2 separate regions of the Pungitius pungitius genome follow, and region 1 is linked to region 2. The links are chromatin contacts, called in public Hi-C maps. All regions are on one chromosome and are shown on one strand. The core of a region is the stretch at or near the end of the contact, and the rest is flanking DNA. Distances in the headings are between cores, read along the strand shown. Region 1 holds the start of si:dkey-5g14.1 (lysosomal proton-coupled steroid conjugate and bile acid symporter SLC46A3). Region 2 holds the start of arfip2b (ADP-ribosylation factor interacting protein 2b).

Region 1 (3,719 bases), core at 1,213-3,712, 170 kb before region 2:
TCCTCTAGGATCCTGCGATGTGCATTGAGGCTCAAGTCCATGCTGAAACCAGTGGCAGACCAGGCGAAGTAGAAGTGTCCCGAGTTCAAGACCTTTCGCACTTCAGCGATCCGGTCTTCATCTCCTGGATCATTATTCAGGGATATAAAGTCTGTCTGTGTGACCCTGAAAACCTCTGAATCCTGCACCTTCCCCACAGAGCTGCATCCTGTCACAACCACCAGACTGTGGAGCATGGAGTCCCCTGCAGAAGTGAGTGGAGTATGCCAAAAAAAAAAGACATAAAAATAAGTATGATGGAATGTAAAGAAAAAGGGAGAAACCATACAGTATGTTAATGAAGACGAGGTCCAAGAAAACATTTCATTTAAGTTTGGTGCCACTCCTTTAAAGGAAATTCCCAGCCAGTCAAATCTCAGCCATCTTTAAGACCGAGCTTAATATTTTATTCCGCTTTTGCCCCTTGTTATGATAACAAGAGCCTTCAAAGTCACATGGCGGGCAGGAGAAAGCAGCTTAGAAGTAAGAAGCAACAGACCGACAAACCAAAAGGGCCTTCAAAGTCACACGGGGGCCAGAATCTGGACTGTCTCCAGGAAATTTCTGCAACACGGAGCAATGAACAGAATAGATGTGTATGCGGCTTACCCAGGTTCAGGCGGAGGACGCCCAGGATGCCATAAGCATCGAGAATCTTGGCATAGGAGTTTTTAATGGCCTCCTTCTCTGCTGCCGCTAGAAGACAAACAGCAACATAGCAAAAAGTTGGTGGTGCTTTTCTTTGCAGCCTTTGACTTAATCATAGCACCAAATCACATCCACAATTGGATAGTAAATTATATCTCTCTCAACGCCGTACTTCAAGCATTGGCATTTCGGGGGCATGGTTTAGGGAATTTAAAGCATCTCTCATTACAGTGCAATCAAAGAGGACTTCTTACACAGAACGGCGACAGCCCCGGATTCAAACATGAGGCATTCTTCCCGGCTCCTGGTTTCCACAATGACACTGTACGGGGGTGGGTCCAGCTTGTGGTAGATGCGATATCCCTTGCTGAAGGCCATTGTTGATCCAAGATGGAAAAAAAGAACTACTGTGTGACCTAGAAACCAAAAACAAATTCACAAAATGTGTGAATGAATGAGCATTTCAGATAGGAGATACTCCTAATTCAAACATCTCTGATTCAATATGTGACGTTGTAGTGATTATTGATGAAGAGGCTACTTGTGATATAAACCTATATCCCTTGCTTTTTTAGCAAGTTCTAGTGTAACTGGACCCAGGTTTAGAACCTATTCAAAAACAAATTATAACTAGCTGTATAATAAACTGCAAATACAATTTGGTGGTGGACATTTTTGACATTCTGCTTAATTCGCCACAAATTGTGGAAATGTCTCAAATTATTGGCCAAGATTCCAAAATACGTGATAGTGAAATCGTTAATTGCGAAATCAGAAGCCTAACATGTTATCAGTTCCGGACATAGTTTAAGGCCCAAACATAAACTAGATTTAATCTTTAAAAACGGGATTTCGCTGGTAGACGGAGAATATGAGCAGCCCGGACACTGTGAAGAATGAATGACGTTAGGCCAGGGGACCAAAATATCATCCATCCTAAACCCGATCAGTCACGACTTTATAACGCAACTGCAGGAGGCGAAGCTAACGCTAACGTTCACCTGACATCCAACGTTAGCTCCGCGGCTAACTGGATTTTAGGAAGGGATAAACCAACTCACTAAAACGAAAGTGATATACTGCTAAAGCTTCCTGGTACCCATCTATTGCTCGCTGATTCCGACAGCCAATTTAGCTAAATTAATCACAGCGGTAGCTTTGATTCGCTAACTGACGATATTATGAGGGTGGTACGAACCTGCACGTCCGGTATGATAATCTCACTCTCACGTTTGCTAATACACTGAGTTTGTCGACTGGGTCATGTCAAACACGTAGCGGTTAGGCCTATGCATAAACTGGCATTTCAGCGCGTTCTCACTATTGTCACTAAATGTAATTTAAAATACATGTAGAGGAAGGGGCGAGGATTTCGTCTTACCGTCTGCCCCCGCCGGGTTGACACTCCGCTGTCACAACACAGCTCTTCCCGGTGTGTTGGCGAAATGGTACATTCCAACACTAAGCACGCCTACTTCACGTTACCGTAATACCGCAAATGCGCATTTGTTCAACAAACACGGAAGTAAAAAGTGCTTAGTAAATATTTATAAACGCATAACATATGACACGTTCAAGCTGGACAAAATGAATGTCCCCCGGGGGTATTTCCAAAGCACGTTAAATCGCAGAAGAAAAGAAACCCTGCTTTCAATCAGTCACAAAATGCTCTCGCCCGATGGTGTTCATGATTGATAGCTCCATCTATCCAATTAAAACAGCTTGAATAGATTGCCGTCCAATAGTATATTAAAGAGGGCGGGACGTCGGCGTTTCACAACAGTAACACCGGACCGCAGTGCCGTGCCGCGCACTGCTTAGTTTTAACAGGAGACCTTGACTCCTACATCAATGTTTTCCGGGATTTAATTAGTTTATCAAAACATGATCCACGCGTCTATTTAAAAGGTAAGAGCTATGCTGCATGTTCCTTTCAAGTTCAAGGCTGCTGTGTCCATTGTCTCCTGTCTTAACATCCACCGGTAGTATTGACAGAAACCAATCAAATTGTAAAGTATCGTCCAACTTAACGTTTCGATCTGTCAGATAATGTAACTCTCTGATGGATGATTCTCAAAATCAATAAGCTAAACTTCCATGAAGACTTCGTTTTACGTCTTGACCCCTACATAATATTGAATACCGTGTATGTCACTTCCCTGCATACTCCAAGTGAAGTATTGATCTTTATCGCCTGGTTCCCTTTTTTCTTCTTCTTCTTTTAAACCCCCACCCAAGTGATTATGCATGGTCATGTGATGTAAATATTACCCTCATATATTTTCAGACATGTACAGTTAACCTGCAAATGTTTTTTTCTTCTTTTAGGGACTATTGCAGAAAGCCTCTGAAGATGAAGCGCATTTTCCTCGTGGAGCCATTGGTTGCAATGTACGCTTTCTCCTTTTTTCTCATCTTGCCTCTCGTGCAGCAGTATGTGTACCGGAGGTTCTGGCTGGAGGTGACAGGAACACCTTATCCCATCTCTGGCAACACCTCCAGATGTATGGAAAACAATAACAGCAGCAGTAGCAACGATTCCAGCTACCATGAGGTTAGTCCCTAATCACCCAATGTAAAAGTACATCTGTTTAGGAACTTTATATTTTATTTATAAGTACTGAGATGTTGTAATTGCACATTTTGTCCTTGCTGTTGTATATTGTTTTTAGCACTATACAACATACGTTTTTGAAAAAGGGGACAAAAGCTTCTCCTCTTGTGTTTAGTGCCTCCTACATTGTAAGGTGTGTTACTTACACAGCCTCAGCAATTGTTGTGCGAGGTGTTGAGAAATAACACTCGCAGGACAATAACCTGGAATTTAACAAAATATAATGATTTATGGATTTCTCTGTCTTCATTCTTAACGGTCAATCAAGACTTCAGCACACAGAGGTATACCACCAGAAGAAATATTTCCCTGCAAAACTCTAGTTGCATATTTATAGAGGAAATGAAACAAAGCGGATATGTGAGAACAAATGCATTGAACCCGTATTTTGGTAACTAGCCACTTCTGCACCTGTTGA
Region 2 (3,280 bases), core at 701-3,200:
TGGAAGGTTCATGAAACTAACGTAATTGTTGCATCTCTAGGAGAAGTTAGTCCCTCAATTCAGTAAATTGAGGGACTCCCTACGTTGTACAAATGTCTATAATGTAGGTGGACAGCACCGCTCTCATATGCAGTAGCAGCAGCTGTGGGTAATTATGTTTCTTGTGATTATTTATTTTGTGTGTGAAATGTGTAAAACATTTTTTGTTGTTGTATTTAAGTTGTTTAGAATAGGAAAGAAAACGCCTCACCATGAACACTGGAACAGGTACGAATCGTGACTGGCACCAATGAAAACACATCAGGACCTGGAAAATTCGCACTGTTTTCAACCAAACTTCCATTAGTAAAACATTCCCATATGGCATTTCACACCCCTTCCAAAAAATACCAAGAGAGTTTCTTTTGGCTCCGCACTTCTTTCAGCATCCAATATTCATTAATAAAACGCTGGCTTTGACTTTCCACCTCCTCCTCTACACTCTGATTGACTGCAGAGGCTGTTTGAATCCCCTCAGCCCTTCTCTGTTTGAGGGATCTCATCCAGCACCGTTAACACGGTTCAAAGTGGTTCATTCATAGCTCACAGAATTGACAGTAGGAAGCGTACGCTTCGAGGGTCTGTGTTACGTTTATTGCATTGTTCTCTGGCATGAGATCAACATTGTGCCCAATGCGTCAATGTGTTCGGTTTCCATCGTGTCCTAAAAATATGGGAAATGTGCTTTTATTACTTGTTTTTTGTGAAGAAGTATTGATGCTGAAATTGAATGTTGGCAAATGAAACAAAGAATAAAAATAGTATTGAAGTGTCAGGATATGTGTCTTTGGTAACAGTATTCAAGATCACAGAAAATCAGCACAATAAGAGAACAAGATAGCTGCAGTTCTCTTCAAAATAACATCAACTAACAACTCCCCACAGAGGGCAATATTGAAGTAATGTGAAGCTTTCTTCACACCCTGAGCTTAAAAATATTGAGCAGCAAGGGAGGGTACCACATTGAGGCATGATGAGTAGGCAGCCATTCTTAAAATGTACTGGACCTACATACATATTACATTCAAAGAGAGTGAAATTGATTAAAAATGGTAAAAATCATCATTAATCATCATTAATATATACATATACATACACTTCTTGATACCAGATTTAAATTTTAATTCAAATGTTTTAAAATGTTTAAATCATGTAGATTATGTAATCAATTAGATATAACAACCTACATTCATGCCACAGATAACACATTTTAAAATATGTTTCTCACACAAGTGCATAAAACTCACAGTGTCCTAATGATAGGAACAAGGACAGTTTAAAAACCACGCACATGGGGGCAGATTTTCTAAAAATGCTGGAGTTTGCATACAATCATTGAATTCACAGTGGTCCTGGTACGTCCAGGTATTTCTTGGGGCAAAATAAATATAACATTTTAGTCGTGGACCACAGCCATCAGCTGTTGGCTGAAACATGAACACATCACCTCCAGGATGCTTTCAAAGATGGGTCGGAAGCGTGTAGAGGAAAGAAGAAGAGCTCTCACTCCTTTAAAATTTCTAGGTATAATGAGATTAGCTCAAAATGAAGTGTCTATACATTTTGCCTCAAACTATACTACAAGGACATTGCCTTGAGTTTGAAACACATCATTTGTTGTATTTATGTTTTGTATATGTTTTGCATATGTACGGTAATAGACTATATTTTCAGGCAATTCTGTGTCTGAACCCCTAGTTTAATAATTATTTTTTAACTTTATTTTTCAAACGTTTTTTTGTAGTATCATGAATACATGTGATATAGATATTTATAAAGGAATACAAATACAAAAAAGGGATACAAAATGGGTGTCTTCAAAGTTAGCTCTGCTTACCAGGTAGGAACTGTGTCAGTGTCTGCATTTATCCTTCGAGATCATCTTCTCTTAAATAGACGCTCTTTGCATCAGAGAGCGTCCGCCTGCTAACGTTAAGCGAACTGTGCGGTGTCGTCAGTTCCGTTAAGCGTTCCTTCTGGTTTCATTAAAAAAAGGGGTAGAGGGGAGATTATTTAGGAAGACAAGCGCAGCTCGAATAAGGCTTTGGTCGGCTATGTCGTGGACATATTCGTGAACTAGAGCAGTACGTTGTTTCGGACGAGCGGGTTTTCCCTCGGACTGACAGAAGACCCGTCGGTGTCCTCTAAGCCGCGCGCTCACTGGGATGCGCCGCCGCTAGCTTGTCGTTAGCTCGCTCGCTAGCTTCCCGAACCGCTCTGGGCTTCTTCTTTTTTTAACGACGTGACCAAGCGCACCGTAAGTCAACCCGTTTGAAAACCACGACATTCCATTGGATTTTGTAATAACATTGTGTGTTTGCTCATTCCCGAATCTGCTAGCCAATAAGCTTTGTCCCCGGGTTGCGTGTCACCAGCCTCCTAACAGCTGCTTATATGTGAAGTAGAAGGAGGCCATTATTATCATTTTTTTTATTGCTGCTAGAAACCATATTGTCCTTCAATCCTGTGCAGACTCCCCACAAACTACTTTCACAATCGGTTGAGTGTAACTGCCCCACCGTGTTGGCAGCGGATTGAATGCAGTGCGGAGGCCTGCGAGTGGCATTAACAAGCGAGCACCTGCGCTGATGCACCTGTCGGGGACGCCGGGGGTGGGGGGGGGGGGGGGTGTTAATCCACGTCGAACCTCTCTCTCATTTTATCAGGAAACTACTGTCCTCGATAGCTTACCTTGTTAATGACGGTAACGATCGTTGTCCCTGTTGTAGCACCTTTTTATTCAAGTTATGCTGGAAGCCACCCGTACCTAATAGTAGTGTGTTAATGATCAGGTTAACGCATACGCTTCCCCCCCCCCTTGTGCCATTTCGTATTGATTCATGCTGGTTTAAGTGGATCGACTAACAGACTGAAGATAGGGGGATTGAGGGAGGTGGCACTGTTGCAAGATCACAGCCTATTTCATGTTATCCAAAGGAGTAACCTGGTCGCTCAGTGTACAGGTAGACAAGTAACCTTTGTCCCTAATTTGTAAAAAAAAAAGAAAGGAAAAAAAAGAACACTTTAAACGTATGAGACTTCTTTTGTGTCGGGTGTTTATTGGCCAAGAGAACCACTGCTTGGCTTGTCTAAAGTCAACAGATGTTGTCATTCCTCAGGATATGGACTGGGCACGGCCCGCTGAAGCACACTTATGATAGGCGAGGTCGGGGCAAATGTAAACAAGCTCTACCTCCGTTCAATCAGCATCTGGGATGTTTCAACTGCCATAAACCCTACC

What was found. A called contact is a pair of places that touch in the nucleus more often than the background predicts.
Region 1: a Hi-C map of muscle shows a contact between it and region 2, with 6 times the contacts expected there. The contact joins the promoter of si:dkey-5g14.1 here to the promoter of arfip2b in region 2. A contact is called at or near these places in 2 of 2 Hi-C or Micro-C datasets (both in muscle).

The regions. Positions count from the first base shown.
Region 1 is chr16:11,579,759-11,583,477 of fPunPun2.1, reverse strand. si:dkey-5g14.1 (lysosomal proton-coupled steroid conjugate and bile acid symporter SLC46A3) reads left to right here and starts at 2,462. Exons shown (of 6, transcript XM_037468402.2): 1 at 2,462-2,595; 2 at 3,016-3,241. The coding sequence starts at 3,041. synj1 (synaptojanin 1) reads right to left here and starts at 2,180. Exons shown (of 31, transcript XM_062558265.1): 1 at 2,069-2,180; 2 at 942-1,103; 3 at 649-735; 4 at 1-244. The coding sequence starts at 1,065.
Region 2 is chr16:11,413,681-11,416,960 of fPunPun2.1, reverse strand. arfip2b (ADP-ribosylation factor interacting protein 2b) reads left to right here and starts at 1,950. Exons shown (of 10, transcript XM_037468446.2): 1 at 1,950-2,296.